Regions from separate parts of the Mus musculus genome. Here regions 1 and 3 are each linked to region 2. The links are chromatin contacts, called in public promoter capture Hi-C maps. All regions are on one chromosome and are shown on one strand. Each heading gives the region's core, a stretch centred on a gene start, on an enhancer-like site or on the middle of the called end of the contact. The rest is flanking DNA. Distances are from core to core; before and after follow the strand shown.

Region 1 (4,350 bases), core at 1,124-3,623, 1.3 Mb before region 2:
TCACAGTTAACTGACCTCAAAACGGTTCTGCCGAGTTGGGACATCCACTGCCGTCAAGTCAGCCAAGGATTTGAATTGTGCATTGGTGTGATCCCTGAGAAAAGTCAGCGTTGGGATGACTCCATCGGGATGGATACAGATTTCTAACTCATCAAGGCAGGACACCTGCAGACACGGAAAGGTGGTGTGGAGAGAAGACATAGCTACTAAGGGCGTAGCACACTGCAGGGATCACTTGGCTTAAGTCAGTGGTTTGTAGCCTTTCTAATGCGGTGACCCTGTAATACACACTTCCTCAGGTGGTGGTGACCCCCAGCCACATTATTTTTATTGCTACTTCATGATTATAATTTTGCCAGTTATGAATCATAACCTAAACATATGTGTTTTCTGATGGTCATAAGCAACCCCAGAAGGGTCACGACCCACAGGTTGAGAACTACTGACTTAAGGTGCCATGGTGAATTCCTGGCCCAGACCCAAGGACAACGAATATTACCTGAACTTGTTGGACATACTTGGGTAAGATTTCAGCCACATACTCTCCAAATGCTGAGAGCTGCTTGTGGGTCACATCACTCCGGGGTCTGACAGTGGCTGGAAAGGAAAAAGCATGAAGGGAGAAGGTAGCAAACACACACACACACAAACAAACTAACTAACCTCTCAGGTCTTTCTGAAGAATTTTCATTAAAAAAGAAAAAGTTTACTTTTACTATTTATTTTGGTGTTTTGCCTGCATATATGTCTATGCACACATGAATGCCTGATGCTCACAGAAGCCAAAAGAATGTTAGATTCCCTGAGACTGGAGTTACAGATGGTTCTGAACTGACATGTCCATGTTGGGAATTGTATCTGGGATGAATAGCCAGTGCTCTTAAACACTGGGCCACCTCTCCAAGCCCTCCCTGAAGGATCTTAAGAGGCATAGGTGTAAAGTACCTTCCAGGAATTAGGAAGTGTTTAAAACTCAGGGAGAAGGGAGTGGAGAGATGGCTCAGTGGTTAAGAGCACTAACTGCTCTTCCAGAGGTCCTGAGTTCGATTCCTAGCAACCACATGGGACCCGATTCTCTACTCTGCTGTGTCTGAAGACAGCTGCAGTATATTCACATACATAAAAAAATAAAAATATCTTTAAAAAAAAAGAAAAAGAAAAAACTCAGAGTGCAACACCATTTCTCTTTCTCGGTCCATACACTCTTGTTACTGTGTTGGGCAATCTTTGCTTCTTTTCTCCACTGTTCCACAGCTGTTCCTCACTTCCTGTACTCATGGTAACAATGCAACAGTGGCAGCTCCTCTCTCAGACTCAGAGCTCTTTAAGGATGGAAACCAGACTTCTGTTTCTCTTTCCCTTCTTGGTACTTGTTTATACCAAGTTCTTAATCAGAGAACTTCAGGGCTGAAGGACCCTGAAAGATTACCTCATTGCCCATACTCTATCCCCTGTCACTTTGTGTAATAGATGTCCTGGAATGAAAAGAAGCTTTCTATTTCCCAGTGTGATTCTGTTGACTGAACATAAAATCACCACAGGGTCATTCAAGTACTTGAGCACCCACACATCACAGAATCAAGGATTAAGTATTTTCTGCACTTGGAAACAGACCTGCTTTGTCGTTCACTGGAACTGTGACTGAATAATTTAATTATCTGGACCGCTTCATGATCTACATCTATATGGACAGTAAAACGTTATGCGTCTCATCAGGCTCTTATGAAGTCCAAGGTGCCTAGTAAATACTAAATTGATGTGAGCTACAATTATTTTGGACTTTGAGTCTCAAAAGTTTTTGTTACCTGCGCTCAAAGACAATTTCATCGGAGGACAAAAAAAAAAATCAAATCCTGATAACGAGCAAAAGGCGATCAAGATCAGAAGGGAACAAATATCTAGGGCACAGGAAGTGCTCGATTCTAACAGCAAAGTGGAGACCATAGCAATCTCCAAGGACAAGCAGAGATTTGCCAGGAGGGAAGGACATTCCAAGGCAAGGACAAACATCTGACAGAAACAACGAAAGGCCCCAGCTAACGTTGGGGGAAAAAGCGCCATCCGCACATACTCACGGCGCTTGTCAGCCGCCGCGCTCTCCCTTCTTACGTGCTGCCACAGCACGGAGGGTCGCCCAGCCCCTGCACAGGGAGAGAAAAGGCACAAAGGCGCGGGTGAGACTCGGGGAGGTCTCCGTGCTGCCCGTGGTCTCAACCTGCTGCTGTTCCTTGCTCACCCCTGCCTACGGAAGCGGCCCCCAAGAGCCCACGACACCAGACCCTGGCTGCAGCCGCCGCCATGTTCCTTAGTGTGCCGACTAAGTAGCCGGAGAACACACGCAGGCCACGGAGCCCCAAGGGCACGGACCGGAAGTGGAAATGTGCAGTGACTCTTCTTCCGGGCGGACGCGGGGCGGGAAGCAGAGGTTCCGGATCTGAGCCCTGGCATGAAAGGAGGTATCGCAGGTAAGAAAGACCCGCAGGTGGGGAAACCGTGAGGTGTACGTAGCCCTATCTCGGTACAGCGGAGGCCGAAGAGAAGAAGACGCAACGAACCGCACCGGTGAGAGAAAGGGAAAGGGTGGGCGTTCTGGGTTCTAAGTTCTACACCGCGCCGGCTCTTGAGCTAAGCTTTTTTAATGGGGGGCGGGGTGGGGGGGGGAGACGATGGACGGTTTCCTTGGAGACCGTTTCCTAGGCGACTCCAGGTGGCACGGTCAGATTGCACAGGGTTATGGACTTCCTTGTGCCCCCGGCCGGGGACGGCTGGGCTCTCAAGGGCTTCTTTAAGAACTCACTGGAGCGAGAGGTAAGTAAGAAACAGCAGCTTAGAAAAGAGTAAAAGTGGAAGTCCAGGCCCAAGCCTCAGTATTGGGGGGTCTGCACTCTTATGTCCAGGCAAAGAGGGAATGTAACAACAATACCTGGATGTCTTAGTTTGGCCTAATTATGCTTCTCCAGAGTCTCATTAGTTGTATATCCAAATTATTTGGTTTTAAGATCATAGGCTTCCTCCTTCGTCTTTTTCATGAGCTAACCTAAGTCCCAAGTCTTTTGTTACATCACGATCAGGAATATCCAATTTTACCTCAAGGAAAAACAACAGAGTTGGAACTTTTAATTGAATTCATTGGAGGAGAGGCCCCACTGCAGGAAAACTGGAGGAATGGCATAGGCCACATTGGCAAGACCAGGAATAAGGCCATTCTGGACCCACTTTGCTCCAGTGTCTCCCTTCTCCCTGTCTTGACTTGGACAGTTGGATTCATGGACTGTGTCTGTGAATTACCCAAATACTTAGGGTGATATTGCTTTGCAGATAGTTGGCAAAGAGAGAAGTTGGCTACCATGGAGTCACCAGAGGAGCCTGGAGCATCCATGGATGAAAACTACTTTGTGAACTATACTTTCAAAGACCGGTCTCACTCAGGCCGAGTGGCTCAGGGCATCATGAAACTGTGTTTAGAGGAGGAGCTCTTTGCTGATGTCACCATTTCAGTGGAAGGCCGAGAGTTTCAGCTGCACCGGCTGGTCCTGTCAGCTCAGAGCTGCTTCTTCCGATCCATGTTCACATCCAACCTGAAGGAGGCTCACAACCGGGTGATTGTGCTGCAGGATGTCAGCGAGTCTGTTTTCCAGCTCCTAGTTGACTATATATACCATGGGACTGTGAAACTTCGAGCTGATGAGCTGCAGGAAATTTACGAGGTGTCAGACATGTATCAGCTGACATCTCTCTTTGAGGAGTGTTCTCGGTTTCTGGCACGCACGGTACAGGTGGGCAACTGCCTGCAGGTGATGTGGCTTGCAGATAGACACAGTGACCCCGAGCTCTACACTGCTGCCAAGCACTGTGCCAAGACCCACCTGGCCCAGCTGCAGAGCACAGAGGAGTTCCTCCACTTGCCCCACCATCTACTCACTGATATCATCTCAGGTAAGCTCACGAAAGGGCTTACCACACCTAACTGGGCAAGAGTCATGTTCAGCAGATGGTCTGGCTCAGGAGAACCCCAACTTTATGTGACTAACTGTTGTTAGTTTATATTATAATTCCCTTTCTGGTAGATTTTAGATTGAGGTTGATGTTCGGTGTTGAGAGTCAGCATAGCTACTGTCAGACAGTACAGTACAGTAACTAAAGAATAAAAAGCTGCATCACTTTTCCACAAAAGGAAATAAGAAGTGCCTGATGTTTTCATCTGCCCTGTATCTTGATGGTATGCAGGACTTAAATGAATTGATGAAGATGAATCAGTATATCTAAAATAGCTAGGGATGGTGGCCCATGCCTTCAATCCCAGCATGTGGGAGACAGAGGCAGAAGCAAGCAGATCTCTTGTGAGTTCTA
Region 2 (4,499 bases), core at 1,577-4,076:
ATGACAATATGTAAAATAAAACTTTATTAGAACACTTATTCAGACACACTTGTTTACATGTAGTCTGCAAAGGATTTTGTTAGAGCAACAAGAGGTAACAAATTGTTGGTTGGCTTACCTACTTAAAATCTAAGATATTTACAATCTGGGCTTTTACAGAAAATGTTTGCTGATCTGCTCTGTAAGGACTTACACATCTACACCCAAGTTGAACATGACTACTCTCTAACCTCCCAGTGCATACACACTTTTTTTTTCCTCCCAAAAAGAACACTAAGGCCACTTTCCTCTGGAAAAAAACAATGTTGCCATCTTGGAATGATTTGAAATGACACCTTAGATTACTGTTACAATGGTGCACTACTACAGTTTGAGCCCCGTGCCCATCTTAAATACATCGGTTACCCCTAGTGCTGAAATCTTAGCGCCAACTCTCCTCCTGTTATTTATCCTCACTGCCGTACAGGTTGAGCTATTTCATAGTATGAGTTCATCCAGGCTTCCTGAATCATTAATAGGGACTTTCAGGTTTTACTCTCAAACTCTTACACTTTCTGCTGTGAATTCTTTTTAACCTAAAACTACTACTAAATGGCCTATACACGAAAATAAAGTTCACTTTTTTTACTTTTAAGAAATCAGAATTTAAAAAAAAATGCCTTCTCTTGAGAAGCTAAATTTAAAATTTGCAGTTCACAGAAGAAAACCTCTTCATATCCAGTGATCTCAAAGCCCCTCTGGTAAGATAAAGACTGTGCGCTTATTTTTAAATACTATTTCCTGGAGAAAATATTATTTAATGGAAAAGACGTGACTAGTAACAAATCAAGTCTAAGGCTCTCCCTGGTCTTGCCAGCGACTCCCTTTGACTTTGGGCAAATCATCTTACTACTGTTGCTCTTTATCTGCAAAAACTGGACTTCATGCCTATGGGAGTTGCATGGTTAATCAATGCCTGGAAAATGCGTAGTGGCAGATGCTACAAAAGTGCTGAGCCTTAAAAACAAAACCACCCCCAGCCCCCATTTGTATTCCGTTGAGGTTGAGGTTTATTGTTATTTAACATAGGAAGGCTAACACTACGTTAAGTCCAGCGTGCAGCTCAGAACAGAGATCACTGTCCAGATGGGATTTTTTTTTTTAAGAGCTAAGATTTTTTTTTTTTTTTTACTTTTAAAAAAAATTGTGGTTGGGGGTTATTTTATAACCCAACAATTCACCCGTGCAAGAGCATTAAGCTTCAAGTTGAAAACTATCGATTTAATAATTTAAATGAACCTCCTCAATGATTAAAAAAAAAAAAAAAAGGCCCTCCCCGCTCAGCCAAGAAATCTCTGAAAACAAGAATTCTTCTGATGTCGTCCCCCCCAACCCCCGCCCCTGCAGTTCTCCATGTTACAGTCCTTGGAGGTGGACTAGGCATAAAATACTTTCACTAATAAAATATGACAAACCGCCGGATTATACGTGGCCGATTCCCAGTGATTGCCCTGCTACACAAAGCAGAAAAGTAAATGCCATCATCCCCCTTAGAACAAAAGAACTTAGGAATAAAAAACATGGAGAGGGGGGCAGAAAGCAGCAATAAATAAAGGTGAGCGAAGGACCCCGTCCCCCGCCCCTCCCCGGAGCTAGAGTGGGACTCGGCACGGCTAATAAAGTGGTTCAAGGGTAGTTATTTGCAAAGGGGGCGGGGTGGCCGGGGATTGCATGTTGCATTCGACTTGAGCTTGCATCTTCTCCTGTTGCCTGGACCACTCGCTCCCCCATTGCAGTGCTTCCTCCTCGCTCCTGCCTCCTTTCCACCCCCACCCCTGCAAACTGCTGTTGCACTGGAGGGAGTTGGGGTTGCTCGGGAGCCCCCCAGCAGCTCTCAACGGCGGGAGGGGACCGGGGCTCGGGCCTGGCCGGGGCTGCGACGCGGCGGCGGGCCGGGAGTTTGGCGGCCGCTCGGCCCCAGCGCCGCCGCCGCCGCTGCACCGGAGTTTGGCTGCTGCTGCCCTACTTCACTCTAGTTTAGTTTCACTCACTTTACATCCGGGTTTTTTCCCTAGGCAATGGGTGCCGCAGCACACCCCGTTCCTTAGGCAAAGTGAAATAAATTCGCCGCACCGACACGTCAAGTAGTCCGCCCGCCCGAGCGCCGCCGCGGGCCCCCGCCGCCGCCCCGTGCCCCCGTGGGGGTCCCCGGCGCCTCCCGCGAGCGACGGGCTCGCACGCAGGGGCGCGGGGCGGCCCGGGACCGTCGCGGTCCAGCTCCGCCCGGCCCCCCGCCCGCCCGCCCGCTCTTCCCTCGTCCCCGCTTCCCCAGCTCCAGTCCCTCTCGCCCGGCTCTCGGGAGCGGCGGGGGCGCGCACGGCGGCGGCGGCGGGCCGGCGGGGCCGCGCGGCGGGCTCCCGCGCGGGCGAGTGTGTCTGGGCCTGGGCGGAGGGATCCCCGGGCTGAGGCGGCGGAGGTGCTGCGGCCCGGGGCCGGGTGGTGAATGGGCTGGTGGTGCTCGCTGCTGCTGCTGAGAGGAGGAGGAGGAGGATGAAGAGTTGGGCTTGTTTGTCTCCCACAGTTTCTCTCCTGCTGCTCTGATTCCTCCCTCCCCATTCCGGCCCGGGGCCTGTGTGTGTCTCTCCTGGAGGAGGAGGAGGCTCCAGTTCCTCCCCCCCACCCCCTCCTCCCCACCCCCCCTTGCCTGGGGAAGAGGAGGAAAGAAACAGCCCAGAGAGAGAGAGAGAGAGAGAGAGAGAGAAAGAGAGAGAGTGTGAGTGAGTGAGAGAGAGGAGAGGAGGAGGAGGAGGGAGAAGGGAACAACCTACCATCTTAACACACTAATATCTAAAAAGTGCGAGAGGCCCAGAGCAGCAGCAGCAGAAGCAGCAGCGGCAGCTCCAGCCTCTTCCCTCCCTCCCCATGAAGAAGAGTTCCCTCCTCCTCCTCCTCCTGCTTCTCCTGCTCAGAGTTCCTGCCTCCAGCTGCCAGGGGGGACAGCCAGCCAGCAGCAGGAGGGTGCAGTATCCCAGCTTTTTCCATTCTCTCTTTTCCTCACTCTCTCTCTCTCTCTCTCTCTCTCTCTTTTTTTCTTGAGTAGCTCTATTTCTCCTCCCTCCCCCTTCCCCCCCTCCCTCTCTCCCTCTGTCTTGTCTCTGGTGTTTGTCTCTGGGAAGGAGCAGGGGCTGCTTGCTTGGAGTTTGTTGTGGGGGGGAGGTAGGGGGAGGGGAGGGGTGTGTGGGAGGGAGGAGGGAAAGGGGGTGTTCTTGTCAGGACCCCTCAGTCAACTTGAGATTTCAGCAATAACTTCCCCTTCGGGGCGCCCCCCTGCGTGCCCTTTTCCTATTCCTCTCCCCCCCCCCTCCAGGAAAAAAAAAAAGACAATGGGAATACCTCGTCTCCCCCCTTCCTCCCCTCTGCCCTCCACCCCTCCCTAGGATAGATTGGAAGTAAGTTTATGAGCAGCCTCGGGAGCCTGGGCGCTGAGTACAGGGCCAGAGCGGGTGACAGGGGCGGCGCGTCGGGGGTGGCGGCGAGGGGGCGACACAGAGTCCCCGTGGGGGGTCGGGCTGGGGGGCCGCAGGGGCGGGGGGCGCGGGCCGAGGCCGCCCCCCGCGAGTGCCTGCGGCCAGGGGATGGCCGCCTGGGCCCCTTCCCCACCCCCACCCCCTGGGATGCTGTCGGGGGGAAGTTTTTATTATGGTTATTTAATTTTAAAAAATATTTTTTTGGGAAAACCATCTTGTTTGGTGACTGAGAGATCTGGTTTAAAAAAAAAAAAAAAAAGCTGCGGCTGCTGACGCTGCCGGGCCCGAGTGTGTGTGAGTGAGTGTGTGTTGGTGCATTTGTCTTGGGTGGCCGGAGCAGCGTTGGGGAAATTCCGCTTATTCTTCTTCTTCTGCAACTTGTTATTCCGAGGAGTCCGCCTGCACCCCTCACCCTGGGGCGGCCCTCCCGCCGTCGCCGCCGGCCGGCCGCCCCGGGACCCCGCGCGGGCCGGGGACTCGCAGGCCCCTCAGAGAGGGGCCGCGGCCGCCCCTCCCCCCCGGGCCGCGGGGGGAGGGGCGCGCGGAGTGGGACTCTTTCCGTTTGGTCCAGCCCCGCGGTGCACGCAGTTCCCAACACTTCTCGTCATCCTCTCTCTGCTCTCTTTATTCTGCTGAGCGGTGCTGTTAGGATTTCTTTCTCTCTCTCTCTTCGCTCGCTCTCTTTTTTTTCCTACCTCCTCTTCCTCCCTTGACCACGCTCGCAATGGTGGGTAGCTGCAAGGTGGCCCTGGCAGGGGAGGGGTTTGATGTGGACACTGGGGCACCGGGCGAGAGAGGTCTCCTTTCAACTTTGTCTTGTGGCTTGCACCCCGGGAGGAGGCCACATGCCGATTGTGGGGTGTAGATGTGCCGGGAGTGATTTCTAAGTAGTTGAGTTGTTGAGATGAGGGTACGACGGCTAGTGGTAGACAGGTTTTGTTTTCGTGGGTGAATTCGGTGTCATCATATTCCGGTCATATGTTGAAATATTCT
Region 3 (4,856 bases), core at 1,049-3,548, 2.0 Mb after region 2:
GTCTATAGAGAAGAAGATAAATTAACATCACGGACTGAAATTAGAGCACCCTAAGAATGCTTCCCACTAGCATGTATTTACAGATCACCCAGGAATGAGCACTCAAGATTGAGACAGCAATCCTGTAAGGGAGAAAACAATGCTGCCTACATATTAGCATTAACCCTACTATCCCAACTCTCCCCAGCTCAATGCCTAACCACAGCTTACCGGGACCCCAGGTGCTGCCTCTGCTAGTCTGTCTTCTACATAGTATGCTACTCCCACCCAACCGCTGCCAAGGAAGAACTCATCTGAATCCTAGTTCTGAAATATCTGAATTTGAAGAGTAAGAAAGTGTTTAAAGATGTAGGTTACATACATATGTTTATGAGTTACAAGTGAGGACTTAGTTTACATTTCCTCGGGGGAGGGGTGCTGTTTTATCTGGGGAGGTGCTATCTGTACCAAAGCATTCATGTGGAGAGAAGTCAGTCTCTCCTCTGTGGATAATCCTGAGCATGGAAATCAGGCTGTCAAGTGTAGGCCAGGTGCCGTTACCTGCTAAGCCATCTTGCTTATCATTTCTTTTGCTTAAGCATTAAAAAAAAAAAAAAAAAAAAAAAAAAAAAAACCAAAACCCCAAACAATTGACCCCAACTATACTTCACTTCCATATGACACCACAGTTCTCTTTCATATCCCAATGTTCTAGGTCAAATTTCTTTTCTAAATCTGCCAGAAATGCTTTCCTAATTTTTACCAGTTTCCCTTTGTCTGGATGGAGCCAAACCTACCTTGAACGTGGCAAACCCTTGACTTTCACTCTGCGTTTTAGACTGTGCAAACAATTTACAATAATAAAGCTAAAGCAACACTGGGCTTTCTTTGCAAGTTTCATTTTATTGGATAACTGATTTCCTATGGGATTACTGTTGCATTGACTTAAAAAAAAATAAAAATAAGCCAACAAACAACTTTTTCCAAGCTGACAACAAAGAAACTGACCAAGTCAATTGTGAAATTATATCATCTGAATCTTAATCACAGCGAGCACTTTTTCCCCCAGGGACTATGAAAAGTGATTTTGGAAAGTTGTATAAAATCACTGTTTGCCCCACATCAAGGAAAGGGGCTCACAAACTCATTTCTACTTGAAATATTTTCTCCTATTATTAGGGTGTTGTCCCAAAAGATTAACTGTCATGTCTTTTCTAAGTCGTTTAAATGTTCTTTAATGAACAGAACAAACCTGAAAAGTAACATGATTTCTGTCCTGTGTTTAGTCCGTAGGCAACCGCACCCCAATATTCTATAAAATGTTTGAGTCGTGAACAGTGAGTTACAAAACACCAGAGAGCCACACATACATCATGATTACATGGGTGTTTGTTTTAAAGCCCTTCTCTCAAAAAATAGAAACAAAGGTGAGAGGGCTGAACTAGGATTTTCTCAACTTCTCTGATACGACCTTCGTTCTCATTTTTAAAATCTGTCAACTGAAAAGAAGAAGGTTCGCGTGTTTTGGTCACTTTTTGTAAAGACATTTTCCGCAAACTCTTGCAAAAAGTACTGAATACGATAGGAAGACTTTGTTTTCCCAGAACAGCGCTTCTTAGTCATTGAAACTCCAGAATAATTTACCAAGATTTCCTCCGACACCGCCTCCACCTCCCCCCTCCCCAAAAGGACTTGTTAAATTACATGAAACAAACCCAATTCAAGTAACTGGAGAATCAAGTTTCCCAAGATCCTAACTTCTGAAATCGTTGTCCCTGCAACCCTTCTTCCTATCTTCACCTATGCTCTCATCCATAGCACAGGGCCAGTTTTCAAGCCAAGTGAAAAACTTTATTTTAAAAAATAAATAAACACTGCAAGGGACACAGCGGACAATGCGCCTGACTCCGGCCGCCTGCCCAGGAGGGCTCCAACAGGACAAGTCCGGGGAGTTAAGAAAGGTCTCCTCCGTGCCCACCAGGCAGCAGCAGGTCAGATCACCCACCCCGCCAGTGCGCTCAGGGTCTGGAGAAGTTTCCGCGCTCCAGAGCGGGCTCGCTGAGCGCGAGCGACAGGGGAACAAGGGCCACAGCGTGGTCGCGGCTTGTGGTTCCACTCACCTGCCCATTCTCCGAGTCGCGGACCGACCAAGGCCTCGTTGCCCACGCACCACACCTGGAAGGCCCTGAAGAGCGAGTACGAGGCTCGCAGGGCCAGGTAGGCAATGGTGCTCGCGCCCACCCAGTACAGGAAGCCGGCCGCCGGGGGAGCGCACTCCATGGCTCGTGACTAGGCCTCACTACTACGGTGAATGGGGAAGGAAAAAAAAAAAAAGAATGAATGGGACGAGGAGGCGGTGCCGCCGTGACGGCGAAGACGCAGCGAATAGACGTGATTTTTTGAACGCTTTAGGTCTAAGACCCGCCTACATAGTCATATCCATGTGTCTATTGGTGACTTCTCTTTCCTGTAAGCGTACTATGTCTCCTATTGGTTAGCCTTCGTTTCGTAGCCCCGCCCACAATCCCCTTCGGCGCGCTCAGAGCCGCATTTCCGTATTAAGACAGTGGCTCGCTCACAAGCCGCTCAACGTTTGGCTCCGCCCACAAGCTTTACCTCGCACCACCGAAGCGCAGGGATCTCTCATTGGCAGAGGCGGCCCTTACGACTGCGGAAGGCTGCGCGCTGATTGGCCAGTGATACCTAACTGGGTTTAGCTCACATTTCAGGAAGGAATGGAACCGGAAAGGGAAGAATATAGTAGAAGTCCGGGAGGAGCTGGAGTAGTGCTTGTGATTACGTCTTAGTAATAACCGCTTTCGGATTGTTAATTCCTCAGACTTTTCAGATGAAGGTTTACGGTTCCCCTTTGTCTGCAGAGCACGCTTTCGCTCCATTTTTTTGAATGACTGCCTTAGCTCCCACAATGAACTTTATACTTGTTCCCAATAATTCGGAATTCCAGAAAACTCTACTGTGTAGTAGCGTTAACAGTTGTAAGATGAATGAAAAGTATCCTACAAGAACAGAGCTTATGGAGCAATTCTGGGAAACTCAAATTTTTTTATTGGACCTGGTCCAGTAAAAACCAAAATCATTTTATTTTTGTTTTGTGGGAGGATATTAAAGAGATATTTGTGTCCTATACTTTTTACTGTAAGACAATCAAAACAATAAAATCAAAACAGGAACCGATTCACCCCCATCAAGGGACTTCATGCTGGGATAAAAGAAAACCTAAAACGTGGGCAAACACTTCCAGAACACCTTACAGGGGAGGCAATGAGGGGCCAGTGGTGAGCTGGCTGGACCACACTTTGACTTGCTTAGATTTATGTTACTCTGGCCCATTCTTAAACCATAACTGCACATCAGAACCTAAAACATGGCTTTGGTGGAAGGTACTGGGTCTCTTTATAACTTTTCCCAAATCTTTTTTTATTCTTTTCTTTTCCTGCTGTTCTGCACTATTAATTTGACTGTTTTAGCTGACTTAGGAAGGACAGGTGACCGAAACTCACTTGTTGATGCACAAGCTGTGGCCCTGACTCTGAAAACAGGCCTTATGCTTGAGCAGCAAATACTTTACCCACCAAGCAATCTCCCCTGCCCTGAAGGGAAGCTTTAAGGGGACACAAAAATCTGATCTCTGGAAGAGCATGGAAGTACTTCAGCGGACAGGGAGACAGACATAAAGTAAACAAATGGAGTCGCTGTTCAGGCTCTACTTAGAGGTCCAGGGGCTCATTCAATATCTCCACTCAAGCTCAATACATTTATTGTTTGTTTTTGTTTTGAGACAGGATGTCAAATATCCTAAGCTGCCTCTACCTCCCAAGGTTTGAGATTCCAGGTATGTGACACCATTTTTTTTTCTTACTTCAGTGCTGGGGATTGAACCCAGAGCTTTACACATGCTAGTCAAGTAGTGTATCAACTGAGCTACATTCTCCACTCAAGCTTAATAAATTTAAAAATAAAACTCCACACCTGCCCTCATATGCCTCTTCTGGTGGCTGGAACAGCAATGCCACTCACAGGCTCCTATGTTTGAAGACTTGGTCAGCAGTTGATAGAACAGTTAGGGAAGGATTAGGAGGTGTGCCCTTGTTGGAGGAGGTGTGTCATTGGGGGTGGGCTTTGAGGTTTCAAAAGTTCATGCCATTCCAACTTAGCATGCTCTCTCTCTCTTCCTCTTGCTTGTGGACTAGATGTGAGCTCTCTGCTGCTTCTCCAGAGTCATTCATGCCTGCCTGCTGCCATGTTCCCTGCCATGTTGTTCATGGACTTGCCCTCTGAAACTGTAAGTAAGTCTCTGATTAAATGCTTTCATTTATAAGTTGCTTTGAACACGTTGTCTCTTCATGGCAATAGAACAGTCACTAAGACACATCTTTACTTTTTCTTCCCCATCTCCTTAGCTGAACCACTCACTACTCATGATTTCTTCGAGATGCAAAACCTGGGGGTTGCCCTTCTTTTCTATTAAATTCTCATAACCAGTTCTACAACAAGGCTTGTTCACTCTGCAAACAAAATATACCATGACAGATTTCTTAGCTCTGTTACTGCCAACTAATGCAAATCTCAAGTGTTTTTATACTAGAATATGGGAAAACGCTTCATTATTAGTCTCTCAGAAGCTGTCTTGGCAAATAACAATTGTTGCTGTAGAATTTCTTTTAAACAATATATAAGAAGCTGGGTATAGTGTTTCATGACTTTAATATCATCATTCTGGAGCCAGAGACATTCAATCTTTGTGAGTTCAAGGCCAGCCTTGTCTATATAGTAATACCTTGTTTGAAAAGAAAGAAAGAAATGAAGGAAGAAAGAAAGAAAGGAAGGAAGGAAGGAAGGAAGGAAGGAAGAAAGAA

The links. Promoter capture Hi-C pulls out the DNA fragments that hold promoters and counts their contacts.
Region 1: a promoter capture Hi-C map of pre-B cells shows a contact between it and region 2, with 4 times the contacts expected there. The contact joins the promoter of Ndufs3 here to the promoter of Phf21a in region 2. A contact is called at or near these places in 1 of 39 promoter capture datasets (pre-B cells) and 1 of 9 other capture datasets (macrophages).
Region 3: a contact with region 2 is called in a promoter capture Hi-C map of pre-B cells, with 3 times the contacts expected there. The contact joins the promoter of Hsd17b12 here to the promoter of Phf21a in region 2. A contact is called at or near these places in 2 of 39 promoter capture datasets (cranial neural crest and pre-B cells) and 1 of 484 Hi-C or Micro-C datasets (B cells).

What each region holds. Positions count from the first base shown.
Region 1 is chr2:90,902,348-90,906,697 of GRCm38.p6, forward strand. It overlaps Ndufs3 (NADH:ubiquinone oxidoreductase core subunit S3), which reads right to left and starts at 2,374. Exons shown (of 7, transcript NM_026688.3): 1 at 2,237-2,374; 2 at 2,076-2,141; 3 at 500-597; 4 at 16-165. The coding sequence starts at 2,300. It overlaps Kbtbd4 (kelch repeat and BTB (POZ) domain containing 4), which reads left to right and starts at 2,393. Exons shown (of 4, transcript NM_025991.4): 1 at 2,393-2,562; 2 at 3,319-3,936. The coding sequence starts at 3,348.
Region 2 is chr2:92,181,356-92,185,854 of GRCm38.p6, forward strand. It overlaps Phf21a (PHD finger protein 21A), which reads left to right and starts at 2,827. Exons shown (of 19, transcript NM_001362829.1): 1 at 2,827-2,997.
Region 3 is chr2:94,155,611-94,160,466 of GRCm38.p6, forward strand. Hsd17b12 (hydroxysteroid (17-beta) dehydrogenase 12) reads right to left here and starts at 2,299. Exons shown (of 11, transcript NM_019657.4): 1 at 2,100-2,299. The coding sequence starts at 2,259. It overlaps Gm39885 (a long non-coding RNA gene), which reads left to right and starts at 2,554. Exons shown (of 3, transcript XR_866573.3): 1 at 2,554-3,832; 2 at 4,191-4,282.